2 separate regions of the Sus scrofa genome follow, and region 2 is linked to region 1. A link is a contact called in public Hi-C data. All regions are on one chromosome and are shown on one strand. Each heading gives the region's core, a stretch centred on a gene start, on an enhancer-like site or on the middle of the called end of the contact. The rest is flanking DNA. Distances are from core to core; before and after follow the strand shown. Region 1 overlaps ZFPM1 (zinc finger protein ZFPM1). Region 2 holds the start of LOC110261212 (basic proline-rich protein-like).

The links. Hi-C and Micro-C count contacts between places; a contact is called where the count stands out from the background.
Region 2: a contact with region 1 is called in a Hi-C map of subcutaneous adipose tissue, with 2.0 times the contacts expected there. The contact joins the promoter of LOC110261212 here to the enhancer-like site in region 1. A contact is called at or near these places in 3 of 5 promoter capture datasets (fetal liver and liver), 13 of 47 Hi-C or Micro-C datasets (blood, embryonic fibroblasts, fetal heart ventricle and 6 more) and 1 of 2 datasets of contacts at active chromatin or transcription factors (skeletal muscle).

The regions. Positions count from the first base shown.
Region 1 is chr6:1,116,741-1,120,839 of Sscrofa11.1, forward strand. The region is part of intron 3 of ZFPM1 (zinc finger protein ZFPM1); the gene reads right to left. Among named protein-coding and RNA genes, the nearest start is that of ZFPM1, 35 kb to the right of the region's middle. Within about 2 kb of position 2,426, at least 16 of the 83 cell types and tissues checked have an H3K27ac peak or open chromatin away from gene starts, as enhancers often do. A contact at or near this core is called in subcutaneous adipose tissue, where this site is marked.
Region 2 is chr6:1,151,621-1,155,719 of Sscrofa11.1, forward strand. LOC110261212 (basic proline-rich protein-like) reads left to right here and starts at 1,749. Exons shown (of 1, transcript XM_021096490.1): 1 at 1,749-2,540. The coding sequence starts at 1,749. The coding sequence ends at 2,540. It overlaps ZFPM1 (zinc finger protein ZFPM1), which reads right to left and starts at 2,352. Exons shown (of 11, transcript XM_021093668.1): 1 at 1,711-2,352. The coding sequence starts at 1,750.

The sequences.
Region 1 (4,099 bases), core at 1,176-3,675:
GGGAAGGCTCCCGCCCTGGCTCAGGGCCACCCCCAGGGGACAGTCCCATTCTACCCCAGCTGGCAGGGGGCAGCAGCGGCCCCAAGCTTGGCCACCACGAGAATGTCCTGACACTGCAGCACCCACCGCTGGCCCTGAGCACCTGCTGACCCTTTATGAGCACCCTTGGCGGCTCCACCCACAGAGGAGGTGGGGAGGGAGGTGGGGAGGGAGGGGGGCAGAGCTGGGGCGGGGGGGGGGCGCGATGCCTGGCCCAAGGCCTACAGCTCCTACTGCGGCACCGAGCAGGCCCTTGAGGATGACCTGGCACAGGGCAAGCTGGTCACCCCTCTAACAGGCCCTGTGTGCTTGCTGCAATGTGGGGGCGGCAGACACCTGCTCTCAGGGCACTGATGACTCAGCCCTCAACCAGCCCACGCCCGAGGGGCTGCTGATTCCCGCCATTCACAGACAGGAAAGCCAGGGTCAGAGAGGACCCAGCCACAGCGAGGTGGGGTGACAGTTCAAACCCAGGCTGCTGACCACCGTCCAGTGCTCTGGCCTTCCCGTCCCTTGAAGCAATGCCGGGGCCAGGGCAGGGCCTGGGAAGAGGGGGCCTGGAGGACAGAGGACCCTGCCCCTTGCACACAGTGGGTCCGGCTGGTCCCCAGCCCAGGTGGCTCCCTCCCTCCCCCAGGCCTCTGCTCAGGAGCCCCCAGGGCTCCTCCATGGGGCCTCGGACCGAGGACTCAGCTGCCCATCCAGCCAAAGCCCAGGCTGGGGTGTCCGCCTCGGGACACGGTGCATGGTTTCGACACTTGCCCGTCTCTCACCTGCCCAGGTGACTGCTCCTGCCCTGTGACTACCCGTGGCCTCTGGCACCGGCTGTCGGGCCGCCCGAGTGCATGTGGGCAGGTGTGGACACGGGCAAGTGGCAGGGGTGTCTGTGTGCCATCTGCTTCCTTTAGAATCACCTCTCCCTTTGCCAGTAGAAATGCTGCAGACCAGCAGAAATAAAAAAATAATTGGCTTGCTATCTCGAGCACAGGCGCGACGTCTGTTCCCACCACCCTGCGCCTGTCCGCGCCGAGATTATTTTTCTGGGGTAAGTTCCTGGAAGCCGAATGCTGAGTCAAGACGCCTCCAGCCTCAGCACCTGGATGTGTGAGCGCTGGCTGGGCTGGGGGAGGACGGCCCGCGGCAATGCCAGGCCCCCTGCCGCGGGCCGGGCGCTGGCACCTGCCCTGGGGCGGGGCCGAGGAGGGGCGCACACTGGCTCCGTCTGAAGGGGCGGCAGGACCCCTCCCCCTGCAACTCACAATAAGCCCCCGATAGCATCGCTCATTTCAGGCCCTGCGCGGCCCTTTCGGGCAGGATATGACCAGCCCTCAAGCCGATGGCAGCCCCTTTGTCCCATCTCCAGGGACCGATCTTATCAGCCGCGTCCACGGCCGCGGTAATGGAAACGTGCGGGGAGGAAATAAGTCACGCGGAGACGGAGGGCTAATAATAAATAAATAAGTACACATGGAGCCTGGCGCCGCCTGCCCTGCGGGCTCTGCGCTGAGGGTTAGAGCAGGGGGCTGGCGGGGTGACCCCCGCTCTGGGTCTGGGAGGCCCCCTGCCGCTCATCCAGCCTGTGGAGTGGCCCGATCCAGCCACCTGCTCCCTGGATGAAGCCTGGTGAGAGGGCAGTGCCGCCTCTGTCTCCCCGCAGGGCATGGCCTGACCACGACCCTGATGTGCCCCGGCTGGAGCTGTGTGACCGCCGGGCCCAATGTGCGCCCCGGGGGCCTGCACAGCCCTGCGCGTGCCTGGAGGTGCCACCACGGTCGCACACGGCTCCCCGCCCCCTCCGGCCATCCTCAGCCCTCCTGGTTCCTCCAGACGCTTCAAGTCCGAACCCCGTCCCACAGAGGGCACGGCGGCCCCAAGGACCCCAACGCAAGAGGTGACGGCCAGAAGCCAGGTCCACCCTGGTGCGTGACTGGGGCCCGGCAGGCAGGAGTAATGGGATGGGAACAGGATGGGAACAGGAACCGTGACAGCACAGGCCTGGTGACAGCAGCAGAGCCCTTGCTGCCCCTGGAGAGCGCCCAGAAGGAAGGGCAGCAGCACTGACGAGGGTGACAGTGCAGGCCTGTCCCCGTCCTCCCAGGTGTGCCGCCCACTTACGGGGATGCCCTCAGGCCACACAGACAGGTCGCGGTGAGTCTGGGTTTTGGCCTAAGAAGGAAACTTCTGGAAGGGGCCGTGATCCCCCCCCGCCCCCGAGGCTCCCAGGTGGGGCCTGGCGGGCCTGCTCCTCGGCCGTCTGGGAGGCACTGGCAGGGCAAAGGCGGACGCTCGGACACCCAGCCTGGGGCGGAGGGGGGCTGGGGGCTGGCCGGCCGGGCAGGAAGCCGGCGGGAGGGCGGAGGAGGAAGCCGGCTCGATTAGCGCCCAGGGCTGAGATAGGCTGCCCGGCCACAGATAGCCGCTCCCGGAAGGCGGGTGAGGTCAGCGGGCAGCGCGGGGCAGGCGGCCAGGCCTGGGCCCCCACCCGCCACCGGGACAGCCGAGGACCTGGGCCCCGACCACGCTCTTCACAGGGCACCCCGTGGCCCACACTCAGCCCTGGGGCAGGGTCCGCCCGGCCGAGGGGGGCTGGGGAACCGCGCGGGGCTGGACCAGAAGGGGCGGGCGAGGGGCTGCTCCCCGGAGGTGGGACTGCGGGCTCCATCCCTGCTTAGCCGCCCAGAACCTCGCTGGGCCTCAGTTTCCACATCTGAACTGCAGGAGCACAGCGCCTGCTGCCCATCTCAGCCTCAGCCTTCTTTCCTGTGTCCGCCCTTGAGCCCCTACCGTCCACTCACCACGCAGCCGCCAGCTCTCCCCCCACCCTCCTGGTCCCCCTGCCAGGCCTGGGCACTGGCCAAGCGAGCAGGTACGCGGTCGTCCTGGGTGCCGCAGGGCAGGCTCCCTCAGCCTGCTGAGCTCTCCGTGCAAAGCCCTGGGGTGAGGGGCTGCCGCCTGCCGTACCCCTGCTGAGCCTCCCTGCGCCCTTGCTAAGCCTCTGCACTGGCTGCGGCTCCAGGAGGGCAGTAGCTGATTGCTTCCGCTCGCACCCACAGGGTCTCTAACCGCGCATACGCAGGCGCTCGGTAAACGAAAGTGTGAGTGAGGGCGCGGGTGCGCTCTGCGCTGGGCAGGCTGATGGGACGGCGGTCAAGCCTTGCTAGAGAGCGACCCCCTGATGCCCGCCCCTCTCATGGTCCTGGCCCCCATGGGACCCCGAGGCCCAGGCCTTTGTCAAGGGTGCAGGCTGCAGTCAGAGCTGGGCCACGGGGCCCAGGTGCTCCGGGTAAAGAACCGCTGGCAGCAGCGAATGGGCTGCTCAGGGCCCAAGGCTTGGCCACCGAGCCACAGGGAAGGCCAGGGCCAGGCCTGAGGCTCTGCGCAGAGAGGCGGGCACTGCTGTGCTGTGGGGGCAGTGCTGGCCGGGCTCAGACCCTGCCTGGCCTGGGAGCCGAGGCTCTGGGAGGGCGGGAGAGGATGTCGGGAAGGACTCGGGGCCTGGCGCACGCGGGCAGCCAGCCACCCGTGGCCCATGCTGGCCTGGGCCTGTGACGCCAAACCCCATTTCTAAGACGCCCACTAGAGACTGGCCCCCTGTCTGAGCCCGCTTCCGCCCTCCGGGCCCTGCACTCACCCGGACCCAGCTGGGCACACCTGGCCTCCGCCGGGCACATCACTCCCAGACAGCAGCTGGCTCCTTCCTTTGTCTGGTCTTTGCTCAGACGTGGCTTATGCGGCCAGCTCTGACCACCCGACTCAGAACTGCCTGCTTATTTTATCCCAGAGCCTCAGCCCCTTCGGACATGTGGCAATTTCCCCTCTTGGTTGTTTAGTCTTTGTCTTTCTGGGCACCTGGACTCTGCCAGTACCAGGCAGTTACAAGTGTTTGTTGAGTGAATACACGACCTTCTCTTGTCCATTCCTGAGCTGCAGGTTGCAAACTCCTTTGGTTCTACGGTCTGTCTCCCCACAACACACCTCCCATTTCTGCCAGTACCTGCCAGGTGCTCAGCAAACTCCTGGGAAGGCCGGCCGGCCAGTGGGGCCGCCCGCCCCCCTCCCT
Region 2 (4,099 bases), core at 499-2,998, 34 kb after region 1:
AGGAGGCGCCCGAGGCCGCGGGCCGAAGGGAGGGCGCCCCAGCCCCGCCTCCCAGGGCCGGCCCCCTCCCCAGCCCGGTTCCCCGGCGCGCTGAAAGTGGGCAGCGGGGGCTCGCCCCTGCGCCCGCTTTGGTCCCTGTCCCAAACGCGCGCGGCTCGGTGGACCGGGCTGAGCCCGGGCGCTCGCCCTGCTCTGGGCCTTATCGGTGCTGGCGATCGGTTCCCAACCTGCGATCTCTCTGCCCGCGCTATCTGCATTTCTCATCACGCTGAAACACATACACACACGCACACAGGAGAACAGACCCAACAGACGCACACAGGGGAGGAGGGGAAAAAGAAACCAGAGAACCAGCGCAGATCGGGACCTGTGGGTGGTTTTAATACTTGAGTTGACTTGATAGAAGGCGACTTTCGGAAAACAGGTCCCACTTGCACATCGAGGAGTCGGGTTACGGGAACCGGATTGATGCCTGCCTCCCCCTCTCTGGGACCTGGGAGTAGACACTCCCCCAGGAGCACTGCGCATGGGGTCCTGGCGGCAGTGGTCATGTGGACACGAAAGGCAGTGCCGGGGAGTGTGGGGCTGGCCGGTGGTCTGGCCTCCCTCTTTGCCTTCCCAGCAGTCCCCAGGACCTGCCCCTCTAGTCTGGGACATGTGCCCCCCCGCCCCCTCCCCACCAAAGCAAGTCCCCCGCCCTGGCTTTGGCTGCAGAGATGCGAAGTTACTCCTGGCGTGGGGTGGGGAGCCCTGTTTCCTGTGCGCTGCCCTGGCTCGGGCTGCTCGAGCAGCCAGGCGGCCCCAAGAGTGCGGGGCCCTCTTATCTCGAGGGCATCAGCAATGTGGACACAGCGGCCGCCTGCCCCCACCCCCGGGAGTGGCCTACAAGCTGGATAGGTGAGAAACTTGGACACGGAGAGGCGACCCTGGCCCAAGATGCAGTCCCAGGAGACCCTCCCTGACTTGGAGCAGTCGCTCAGCTAGGAGTGTGTGACCACAAGCTGCGGAGCACACAGTGCCTGTGCAGTCCTTGCCGGGACACAGGGAGGGCGGGACCTCCAAGAAGCTGTCCCCAGGCAGGGAAGGCTCCAGCGTCGAAGCGGCTGGAGCCCAGCGCACAGGCTGCGATAGCTACCTTCCCCAGCCTCCAAGGCACCAGGTTCTGGGCCGGCAGGAGTGGCGCTGGGCGCCAGCGGGTCCCACCACTCAGCCTTGCGCTTCCACACAGTCCCGAGTGCCCTGTCTCCCTCCCAGGTCTCTCTCTTTCTCCCTCTAGATACAAAGCCTGGGAGAGTCAACCGGCCGAGATAAGATCACAATTTCAGCCCGTCCCGACAGAGCGATCTTATCAGGATGGGACTTGCAGAATGGAATATTTTAAACTTTATCTGAGCCCGGATCGGGGCCGCCTTATCGCCGCACCATCTCGGGGAGGCGGGGGGAGGGGCAGCCGCGAGGTGGCCGCGCCCCCAGCCACCCCGTTCCGGCCCTCTGGGCGGACCCCCTCTCCAGGCCGGACCTCCAGTGCGGGAGCCGAGACGCGGGGGCCCGGCCCGCCGGCGGAGATTAGATTACGGCGCGCTTGGCACACAGCGCGGGGGGCGCGGCGCAGGGTGAAGGTCGCGGGCGCCGCAAGAAGAGCTGGGCGGACCGGGGGCGGGCCGGCGGGGGCCGGCGGGGGTCGGGGCGGGCGGGCAAAGTTTGACTCACGCTTGATCTGCCGGGGGTTGCTCTGTTTCCTCCTGGACATGTCTCCGGCGCCGCGCGCCCTCCCGGCGGCCGCCTCTAGCCCCTGGCGGGCGGCGGCGGGCGGCGGGGGCGCGGCGGGGCCGCGGGGCGGCTCATGCCCCCGGCCCCCGGGCTCCGCGGCCGCCCTGGCCCGCGCCCCCAGCCCGCCGCGTTCGGCCCGGCGCCGCTGCGGAGGCCGGAGGATCGGGCCTGCGTTACGGCCGCGCGGACCGCCAGGGGCGGCGGGCTCCTGCCGGCTCCCTGGCTCCCGCGCAGACGCCGCCGCCGCCGCTGCGCTGCTCTCCTCAATGGAACCTGCGGGCAGCGCGCGGCGAACCCGGCGGCCTCGGCCTGGACGCTCAGGGCGTGCGGGCGGGGCGTGCGCGTCACGGGCGCCGCGCCTCCGGGCCCGCCCCCATCCGCTTGCCCCGCCCCCGGCGCAGCGCCCCGCCCCCGGGCGGACCTCTCGTCCCCTCGTCCGTGGCCCCGCCCCGCCCCGGCTGGCCCCGCCCCGAGGCCCTGGCGGGCCCTTGGACTGGCCTAGCTTCCCCGCCGCCACGGCCCTGCCCCGCCTGCTCGCCCCGCCCGCAGGGAGCTGGCCCCGCCCCGACACTCGGCCCCCTGCCCTGGGTGGACCTGTGGCCTCCTTAACGCCTCGTTCGGCCCTGCCGCTTTGTCCCCAGGCGCAGCTGAGATCCAGTGAGTCCCGCCGCTCCGTAGCACCGTGTCCGACCGGGCTCCAGGCCTCCCTGGACCCGTCCCCCGACGCCAGCTCCACCCCTAAGTCTGACCTGACCTTATTCGGCCCCTAGGCCCCGCCCAGACCACGCCCCAACGCCACGGCTCCGACCTCCACGGGCCGTGACCCCGCCCCTCTGCTCTGTAACTCCGCCCCCAGCGAAGGAGTCCGCCCCGCACTCCCAGTCACTGCGACTTGCCCCCTCCGCCACCGGATGGGGGACAGTGAACCCCGGGTCTGGAAGCCTTTGGAGACTTTGACGGCCCATGTTGTCTTGGACCAGATCTGGGGTGTGGAGCGGGCTGTGGCAGGATGGGGCTTCCGCCCAACATCCCCGGCTCTAGCTCCAGGAGAGTGGGGGTTTTGGGGTCTTCTTCTCTTGGGCTCAGATCTGGCTGGAAATCGGGGAGGGTGCAGAAGCCAGAGGCCTGTACCTGCTCCCCCGCCGCAGACTCCAGGCCTTGCTTCTCCAGGGCGCCCCTGCTGGAGGCCCAGGAAGGAGGCCCCTCTGCAGGCTGGGCAACCCCCACGCCCAGTCCCCGTCGGAAGGGAGCGAGGTCCCCAGGTCAGTACTGCCTGTTCTAGCTGGGAGGCACGGAAACCGACTCTGCTGTCCTGGGGATATGCTCATGGGGTCCCAGGGGCCCACCGCTTTCCAGGGAGGCTCAAGGTCACACAGCATCAGAGCTGTCCCTGGAGATCTACTGTATTCTTTTATCCTTTTGGCTTTAATTTGGGGTTGGTCCCCGTCCCATATTCACAAGAAACAGGACATTAGCACGGCTTGGGGGCTAATGAGGAGACATTTGCAAAGAGGATGCCTGGATGCCTGACCAGAGGGCGGGGCCTGCCCTGCTGACCAGAGGGCTGGGCCTGGCAGGCAATCACAACTGCAGGTGTGGAGGCCAGCTGGGTGCTGAGCCCTCTGCTGGAGAGACCCCACCCCCCCATTCCAACTTCTGTTCCCTTTGCCTGCCCTGTGGAAGGGGGGAAGGGTTGCCTGGGCACCCCCCACCCCACTGCTGCTGCTCCCATAAGGGCAGGAGACTGGCAGCCAGGGCAGAGGGCTGAAGTCCACCCCAGGACCACCTACGGCCACTGGACGGACAAGAACGCTAAGGAGAGGAATTCAAGAGACCTGTCTAAGGTCAGGCACCCACCAGCTCTTCCTGCTCCCTGCCCAGGGCCCGTGGGTGCAGCCTTCCTAAAACTGCCTGGGGCTGTACCACTTCTCTGGGGAGCAGGAGGCCCTAGGCTGGCTGGTTCACTCAGCCCAGGGCTCCCACAATGTTTGTCAAGTGGACAAAGGACCCCACGTGTCTGGGTCTCCCACTGGGCCTGCTGCCTTCCCAAAGCGTGGCTTCTCAGCAGGATGGGGACCGGGCAGTCAGGCAGTCAGGGGGGGTCCGTGGAGGGGGTAGTTGTGGGCTGGACCTGTGCTGGATCTGAGGCTCCACACACAGCAAGTGGCACCCAGATTGGTGCTGCTGGAATGGCTGGAGGTCTGTGTTGAGGAGGGTTCTGAGGGTCAGGGGAGCGAACCATGATCGATTAGTGATGTCTGTCTAGGGTGCAGGAGGAGAAGGTTGGCACCACGCTGCTGGCTTCAGGCTCTGAGAGGAGAGACACGCC